Linked DNA regions of Hordeum vulgare: region 2 is linked to region 1. A link is a contact called in public Hi-C data. All regions are on one chromosome and are shown on one strand. Each heading gives the region's core, a stretch centred on a gene start, on an enhancer-like site or on the middle of the called end of the contact. The rest is flanking DNA. Distances are from core to core; before and after follow the strand shown.

Region 1 (4,412 bases), core at 1,342-3,841:
GCATCTGTATGACTACCGTAGATAGGGTTTAATGCTCACTTGTGTCAGACGTGTGTGCTAGTTTGGTAAAATAGATTTATGCTGTGGTTGTTGCTAGATTTTAAGGGGCTGTTTGATTGTGACTATCCTTGCCATATCTTATCATATTATTTTTATCATATTTGTCACACTTGTCTTACTTGAGTTGTTTAAATTGTTACCCACATATTGGCTTTTTAAGGGAATCTTGTCATATTTTTTGTGTCTATGACATGTGGGGTTTAGTATTCATTAAAAAAATGCTTGCCTTAGATGTGGCTAAAATCAAACACTATCTAACTTGATCAAACTTGACTAAGGTAAATTGTGACAAAGTGTGGAAAGATGTTGTTAGGAACCAAACAGCCACTAAATGCTAACTTTGCTGTTATTATCTTGTACTGATTGTTTGTTATTAGCCTCTAGGGACGTGCTACCGCCCATTGCTGTTGAGATGTGAGTATATGTGTAGACGCTATGAATGTGTATACAGTTGTACGAATGTGTTAAATTATGCCAAAAAGCTCAATGCACATATGGGTTGTTGTGTGAACATTTGCTCACTAAAATCATCATAATATTATTAGTACTAGATGACCCGTTGCGTCATTGGAGCAAAGACCAATTGAAGTCACGAAGACAACAACAACGAGGTCGGATTTGCTCCAACTACATCGCTAGCCTATGCAATGGTATATCAAACATATATTATATCATAACCTACCATCAGTTAATGTTGGGTTCCCTACATGAATACGAATAAACAATAAAGAAGGCAAGCAAATTTTATAAAATACTTCCTCCATCCTAAATTAAGTGCCTCAATTTTACACTAATTTAAAGATAATACAAAGTTGAGCTACTTAATTTAGGACGGAGGAAGTAGATTCTAACAAACGCTACTTAAAACATAAGCAAACCATTAGAAAGAAGATCTCAACATATCATGAAGCAGATCCATGCAAAATCGGGATGTTAACCTATGTGATAATAGGGCGTTTTTGCATCTCAGGTAGAAAATGAGACCACAACTCCACCTAAGCACAAGCCGGGTAGGCAATAAGGAGGCAAACGTATTTAAGTTAAACCAACTATGAACCGGCTACATTGCCCTAAGACCCAAGGGTGGTATATTGTAATTTTTTAATTTTCTGAAAACCTTAACATTTTCTATGTTTACGGACGTTTTTCATCTGGTAGTAAAAAGATTAGGAAAATCAAAAATTAAGAGTAAAAAATAGAAAATAGACCCATAAAGTCAACAGAAAAGCAACCAAAAAGGATAATGAAAACAATGCACACATGAATGTGCTAAAGCTCGGTCGGCTCAGGAATACACGTGTGTGCATTTGCCAAGCATTTTGACTCGGTAAACGTTCAATAGCAAGCACACTCACAAAAAAATATGCTACTTCCTCCTTCCCAAAATAAGTAACATTGATCTAGTAATAATTTAGTACAAATTTTACGATACTTATTTTACAACACTAATTTTGGAACGGAGGGAGTATATTAGACCAGCGAGGGCTATGTGAGCCGTAGCCTCGCCTACCTAGTACTGTAATTACCTAGATGACTTTGCGAGCCTTCTTCTATGGATCGGTTCAAACCAGTTTTAGAATCTTTTGTGTGGTTTTCTTCTTCTCTGCTTCAATGTGTTTTTTATATGGCTTTTCATTGTTTCTTTTTTAGGCTTTTTTTTTACTTTTTCCTTCATTTTTCAAAAACTTGCAGATTTTTGCAATACATGTTCAACATTTTTGTATACAATTTTTTATAGATTACACTAACATATTTTTACATTTTATAAACATTTTTACAAAAGTCATGAATATATTATTAAAAACCATGTGCATGTTTTCAGTTTCATATGAATGGTACGAAATATTTTAATTTTTTTACATGAACACTTTTTTAACATTGTACAATCATTTTTCAAATAATTCATTGACATGTTTTTAAAACAGTTGATCATGTTTGTATATGCAAGGACCATTGTTTGGAATGACACGTTTATTTTTATAATTACACAAAGGTTTTTTTACAATGTATAAGTATTTAAAAAAATCAAGAACATAATTTATAAAAGCACAAACATTTTTTAAATTTCACAACAATATTTGTAGAATTCATATATTTGTCTAAAATTGCGCAAAATATTTTTTTACATTGCATGACCATTTTTTATTTGCACAATGAATGCTTTTAAAAGTTTATGTGATTCGATCTTATTATATATATGTTTACAATATATTTAAAAAGTATTTAAAACGAAAAACGAAAGTAGAAAGTTAAGTAAAATTATAGCTACCTGGCAGCCTGCTACGCAGTTCGTTGAGGTGACGTGACCTTTTTTTGTTGGGAATGCCTATCCGGCGCACTTTATTTCGAAGCCAACAACGTTACATCATGAATTACATAAGGATGTAAGAAACTGGAAGGACCCTCATCCTAAAAGATAACCGACTTTGATTGGAAAGAGTATTTAGCTAAATTATGTGCTATCAAATTTGCATCCCTCTTGCAACGTTGAAAGCAGATAACGGGGATATCATGGGCTTTTACGAAGATTTCCGCCGATGTAGCTTAGAAGGGGCCAAATAACTCAGTTTCGCCCGTGCAAGCAAATAACGCTGGGCCAGCTTTGTTATAAAAAAAACTCTGGGCCAGCTCAGCTGCAGGGGATGACACAACCTCTTTTAATCTTCACGTTTTTTGTTTTCGTTTTTATTATGTCTTTTTCGTTCATATTTTCTTGTATTTATAAATATTATAAATAAATTGATTAAAATAAATAACTTTACAAAAACATTAAAAATTATTAACCAAGCATTTAATTATATATATATTTAGATAAAATATTTCTAATGTATAATGAAAATGTATATAAAAAATGTACAGTGTATGTAAAAAAATTGGAGATGTATTTGAAACAATGTTAGTCCAAGTATTTAAAATTAATAAGTCTAAATTATTTGAATAAATATTAATCACGTATTTTCAAAGTATTTAATAAATAATTTCTTAAAACGAAATGTGTATATAAAAATGTGGACCATGTATTTAAAATATTAAACTTGTATTTCAAACATGCTAATAATGCATGTGAAAGATGTTAAACATATATAGAAAATAGTTAAAAATGCATAAAAATAGTAATCTTGTGTTTGGAAGATGTTAACCAAGCATTTAAAAATTATGAACTGTGTACAAAAATGTTGATCATGCATCAAAAAATTATAATATTGTTTTTGAATATCGTTAATCAAGCATTTCAAAAATACTAACTCTCTATGGAGAATAACTTAACAATGTATTTTGAAAATGTTAGTTGCATATTAGAAATGTGTTCCGATATATAACAACAAAATAGTATAGAAAAATAGTGAAAACTGAGAAAAACAAAGAAAAACAAAGAAAAACAAGAAAGAAAGAAAACTTCTGTAAAAAAGGCTAATGAAAACTGAGAAAGAAAGTAAACTAAGGATTTTATTTATTGAACATAGAGATAGAAACGAAGAAAACCGATGGAAAAAAAAAAAGCTAGATCAACTGTAGAATAAAGGGCTCTGTTACGTGAGGTAGGTCCTGCCCAACTATTTTACCACGAACCTGATAGTGACTCAGTGGCTTGCGGCACTACGCAACATCCAGGAGACCTGGGATTGATCACTGGGTACTCCCTTTTTCTTCTCAATTTTTTGAATAGTGTGTTAATGGGCCCATCAGTTACTATACACGGTTCAGACGAGAGCTACGTCCGCCTCGCTCAGCGAGATATAACTCTGAGGCAAACCCTATTTAGCGCTTCTCTTACCTGATGGACTTTTTTCATCCATAACAACTGGGTCGATCCATTTATCTATTTTTCCTCGCTCGCTCTTTTTCCGTCTCTGTTTGTTTCTCTTTCTGTTTTCTTTTTCCTTGTTTTAATTTCTTCCTTGGTTTTCAATGTTTTTTCATCATTTGGTTTTCTTTTCTTATCTGTTTTTCATCAGATTTCTTTTTGTTTTTTCTTGGTTTCTACCTTTTCCATTATTTTTAGTTGTTTCCCTCAGGTTTTCATTTTCTTTTGGTTTCCTCTTATTCTTTTTTGGTTTTCATGGATTTTATTTGTTTTTACTTTTGTTTATATAAATAAATGTTGGTCATTGATATGTTAAATGTTAAACATGTATATAACTTTTTTGGTCATGTATTAAGAAATATGTTAAATGTTAAACATGTATATAATATTACGTAAAAGTAGACCCAAAAAAACATATACTAAGAAAATTAATGATGTATGTAAAATGTTAAGCGTGTATATAAAAATGTTGTTGATGTAACATCTAGCTACGGTCTAATTAGTTAGGATTGTAAAACAAATTGGGGTCAAAGATTCTGAAAGAAGC
Region 2 (4,412 bases), core at 860-3,359, 190 kb before region 1:
GAGCATGTGACCAACCACCGTTGCCAAATGCCAAAGCGCCAAACAGACAGAGCTTGCTAAGGTATCGTGGGCGTCAAAAAATTTAAAATCGCTTCGCAGGAGCTTAAACTAATGTGCAGCGCCGACGCGAATCTGCCCAACGAGCTTCCAGCCCAAAAGGCTCTCATCAGACGATTGATTCCATCCCACCATCTGCACCTGCAGCTGCCGCTTGCAGGAATGCAGGTGAACCATAGCCGGCACCACCGAGCCCATGATTGCGAGCTCGGCACCAAGAGATGCGACAACAAAATACAGAGGAATGTCTGATGCCATCAGAGGCTATGAACGTTGAACGAGATCGATGTACAAGGCAATGGCGTCATCTCTTGTATGGATGTATTAGCTACTCGTGTTCTGAACTTGTTTCATGCATCTTAATCAGGTGCAGACGTATCAAGAGAAAGAGAAGAAAATAAAAAAAAAGGCAGTCTCACTCTCACTAACAGATCCTGACGAGAAACGCTGAAGATGTACAGACGACACAGGACACGCTCCGATCGACGGAGTCGCTTCAGAAGCGGCCCGCTCGCCTCGGGGTGTCGATCCAACGCAGACGTGGGCGGCAGCAACCCATGAACACGAGCTAGATTAATCTGTCGAAGCCCCGGTGGACGCCGAAAATACAGAAGATCCACCGAGGGCTGTGCACGTATGGCCGGGCATCAGCTCGCGGCCTCGTCGATGCTGTGCAGCGAGGGCCGCCATTGCCGGTGCCGGGCGCCGGAGCTCCGGTGGCCGTCTCCTCCGTCCTGCCGCGCCAACTGCAATCAAGTAGAGTAATCAGAAGGTGGAACATCTGCATGTTGCCGCGGTTCAGAGCGGAAGCAGAAGAAGGGATCTCGCAGACGACGATTCTTTGCTCCTGACACTAGTTGCGACTCTTCCTTACTATTTTATTTATCATCATGAATACATGATTGTTTTATCATTCTGCTTCCCCCCCTATTTTAAGCATTAAACTCCCTTCTGGACGGTACAATGGCATCAATCAGTTGGATCCACAGGACCACATCTTGTTTTATGCGTGCCAATTGGGGATTGAGAATTGTCAGGTACTAATACTATTCCAAAGTGATTCTCTCCATTGAGCTAAGGGCTGCCATTTCTGCGAAAACTAGGCAGATTTTATAGCTGTGAAAATTCTAATGGCAATTAGTAGCAGATAAAATTCATCCTCCCAGTGTTGTGTGTGGACGAACTGAGGAAGACATGAGAATCGCGAGGAACAACTAACTAGTAACCCTTGGAGAGAAGGCGATTAAAAGGCGCATCAATCATGCAGAGAACGTGCATGGCGGCATCGGCAGAGAGAGGGAGAAAAAAGTAGTTGGATTGAAGAGAGCGCAAGTCCATGTAACCACCTGATCGAGACTCTCATCCAAGCTGGCCTCGTCGTCGTCGTCATCGTCGTCACCGTCGGCCGCCGGCCGCAGTTTGCTCTGCCGCGTCGAAGACTCCAGCTGCTGGAGCTGCTGCCGCGCCTTCCTCAGCTTCTCCTCCTTCCTCGCCTGTACGGCCTTGGTCACCTCTGCACGCACCATTTTCCCATGCCACATGTCAGCGTCAGCAGGGAGAAGCGGGGCAGAGGAGGACGACGAGGAGCGTAGCTAGCTCGAGTCGGAGCTCACCGTTGGCGGTGATGAGGCGGTAGACGTGGCCGAGGAGGAGCGTCTCCTTGGGCTTGAGGAGCTTGACGCGGGTGAGGCGCACGGTTCGGCGGGCGCCGGCGTCCTGGCGCTCCTCGGCGACCCGGAGCGTGACGAGCGCGACGTAGTGGCCCGGGTTGGCGCGCATCACCTCCGCCGCGGGGGCGGACCAGTAGAGCCGCTCCACCCGCCCGCCCGGGTGCTGCACCACCGCCGCCGCCACCTCCGCCGCCTGGCAGTTCCCCATCCCCGCTCGCTCCGGCCGCCCGCCCGCCCGCAGACGCGCGCTCCCCGTGACCAGAGCTGGGTGGGTCCTGGTCCTGGCTCAACGTAGCCTGTGCCGGCCGGGGAAACGTGGGCGAGGGAGCAAGTGGCGAGCTGTGTGGTGCACCACTGTTTTATAAAGAGGAGAGAGAGCAACGGCTCGGTTGCCGGGGTGGTACCGTGGTGGTGGTGGTATATATCCCGTCCCGGTGACCGGCCACGTAGTTACGGTTCGTTTTCGACCGCTTCGCTTTCGCGTCGCGAGCACCACGTGAACGGACGTTGTCAGTCACGTACGACTAGTGCATTTTTGGGTGCTCGGGGTATCTCGGACCCTCAACGTCCGCAAATAACAGGACCAACGTGTCCGGACTCTGTAAAGCCATCCAACATGAAGAGCCCGTCGGTACACGGACGAATCTATATGCCCGAAATTCCGCAACCGGACGCAAATCAGTCGAGGTATGCGGGCTTTCAAACTGACTTCACTGTACAGTGCAGCATCTTGGTCACATCCAACACCCTCTTCGCATGCAACGGTTACCGCGCACTCATGTCGGTCAACCTGCTTCAAGGCAGACGTGACTCAACAGTATTGATGTCGATCGAAGCGATGTCAGAATGAGTGGGATGCACCTCTTCAATGTCGACATGACGACCGAGAAGCTTTCTCCGGTCGGTCGTCCAATCGAAGAGGTGCTCGTGTAGTCGTGTGTTCGCCTTTGTTGTGAGTATACAAGCATGGCTTCGGCATTGTCCACACCGCTCCATCTTATATTCGCTCATAGCCGCTCCGCTTCACTTCTCTCATCGCCTTCGTTGATGCCGGAGACTTAGTTTTCGGTGTCGACATGTCGTAGATCTGGATTATGGCACCACCACCTTCGCCCTACGAGACCATCGACATCCACGACAGTCAGGTCCTTCAAGAAGGAGGAGATCATCATCTCCTCCGACAACGAGAAGGAGTAGGAGCAATAGTAGTCGGACTCTGTAAAGCCATCCAACATGAAGCCCGTTGGTACACAGACGAATCTACATGCCCGAAATTCCGCAACCGGACGCAAATCAGGGGAGGTATGCGGGCTTTCGGACTGACTTCATTGTACAGTCCGACGCCTTGGTCCCATCCAACACCCTCTTCGTGTGCAATGGTTATCGCGCACTCGTGCCGGTCAACCTGCTTCAAGGCAGACGCGACTCAACGGTTTTGATGTTGGTCAAAACGACGTCGGAACGAATGGGATGCGCCTCCTCAATATCGACGCGGCTATTGAGAAGCTTTCTTCCGCCGGTCATCGAATTGAAGCGAGGTGCTCGTCTGTTCGCCTTTGTTGTGGGTATATAAGCGCGGCTTCGACGTTGTCCACACCGCTCCATCTCACATCCTCTTATATCTGCTCATAACTGCTCCGCTCCACTTCTCTCACTACCGTCGTTGATGTCGAAGTCTTGGTTCTCGGCGTCGGCACGTCGTAGATCCGAGTGGCCTTCCAGATCCGGATTGTGGCACTACCACCTTCGCCCTCCGAGGCCATCATCATTCACGACAATCAGCTCCTTCGAGAAGAAGGAGATCATCATCTCCTTCGACAACGAGAAGGAGTTGGAGCAACAGTAGTCATGTTACCCTCGTCGTGAAGGCGCAAACGGAGATCATGCTCGACCAGTCCCTCAAGTACCGTTGTCTGTTGCCGTCCCCGTCGTCGTGAGATTGCGTAAAGGCATCCCCCCAATTGCGATGTCCAAATCAAACGTTGCGTGAAGGAGCGGGTGTCACCACCACATCGACGAGCCGGCGTCTCATGCGGCAAGGTCGTGAGGAGGAGGTATCCCCATGATCGCGGAAAGGTGTGTGTGCGTCTCCTCCACTACCTCGGTGGTCACGGTGGCCACGACTTCTCATCGCAAATCATCATGTCAGCAGAGGAGAGAGTGCCCCGGGAGGCGAAGCAGAGGAAGTGACATGCCTTGAGGCATTTATGAAGTGTGATGCCACGCCGGCCTGGGTCCTGATGGGCGACGGCTTCATGAAGGCTTGGCCTTTTGATCGGTCGGTGACTCAACGACACCTCCGTCGTCGCTAGCGAGTGCAAGGATCCCCAACCAAAGGGTGTGTGTTGGGTGAGGCGGCCGTCCACATGACGCAAGAGGAAGTCGAGCGCTCCTCCATAAGTATTGGCGGCCACGCAAGGCTATCACGCCCCTGTGCTCTTTCGTCATTGGAAGGATCACTCTCACACCAACTACGACGGCATCACAAACAATGACGAATGTGTCGTTGGCCAGCCGGTCAAGCCTATGAGGTCGCCGGCCAGCCGCTCAAGCGCATGAGGTCGCTATCCGGTACAAACTAGTGTTGTTTTTTTAAAAGTTAGTTGATCGACGTAATATCATCCGATTTATGTGAATTATGTCCAAGTTTATATCAGTTTGCATGAATTCCATCATGTTCACATG

What was found. A called contact is a pair of places that touch in the nucleus more often than the background predicts.
Region 2: a contact with region 1 is called in a Hi-C map of leaf, with 4 times the contacts expected there. The contact joins the promoter of LOC123401848 here to the enhancer-like site in region 1. A contact is called at or near these places in 4 of 6 Hi-C or Micro-C datasets (leaf and seedling) and 1 of 1 datasets of contacts at active chromatin or transcription factors (embryo).

The regions. Positions count from the first base shown.
Region 1 is chr6H:509,177,875-509,182,286 of MorexV3_pseudomolecules_assembly, reverse strand. No RefSeq gene overlaps it. Among protein-coding and RNA genes, the nearest start is that of LOC123401926, 36 kb to the right of the region's middle. Within about 2 kb of position 2,591, at least 2 of the 3 cell types and tissues checked have open chromatin away from gene starts, as enhancers often do. A contact at or near this core is called in leaf, where this site is marked.
Region 2 is chr6H:509,367,647-509,372,058 of MorexV3_pseudomolecules_assembly, reverse strand. LOC123401848 reads right to left here and starts at 2,109. Exons shown (of 3, transcript XM_045095706.1): 1 at 1,671-2,109; 2 at 1,404-1,570; 3 at 347-803. The coding sequence starts at 1,935. The coding sequence ends at 705.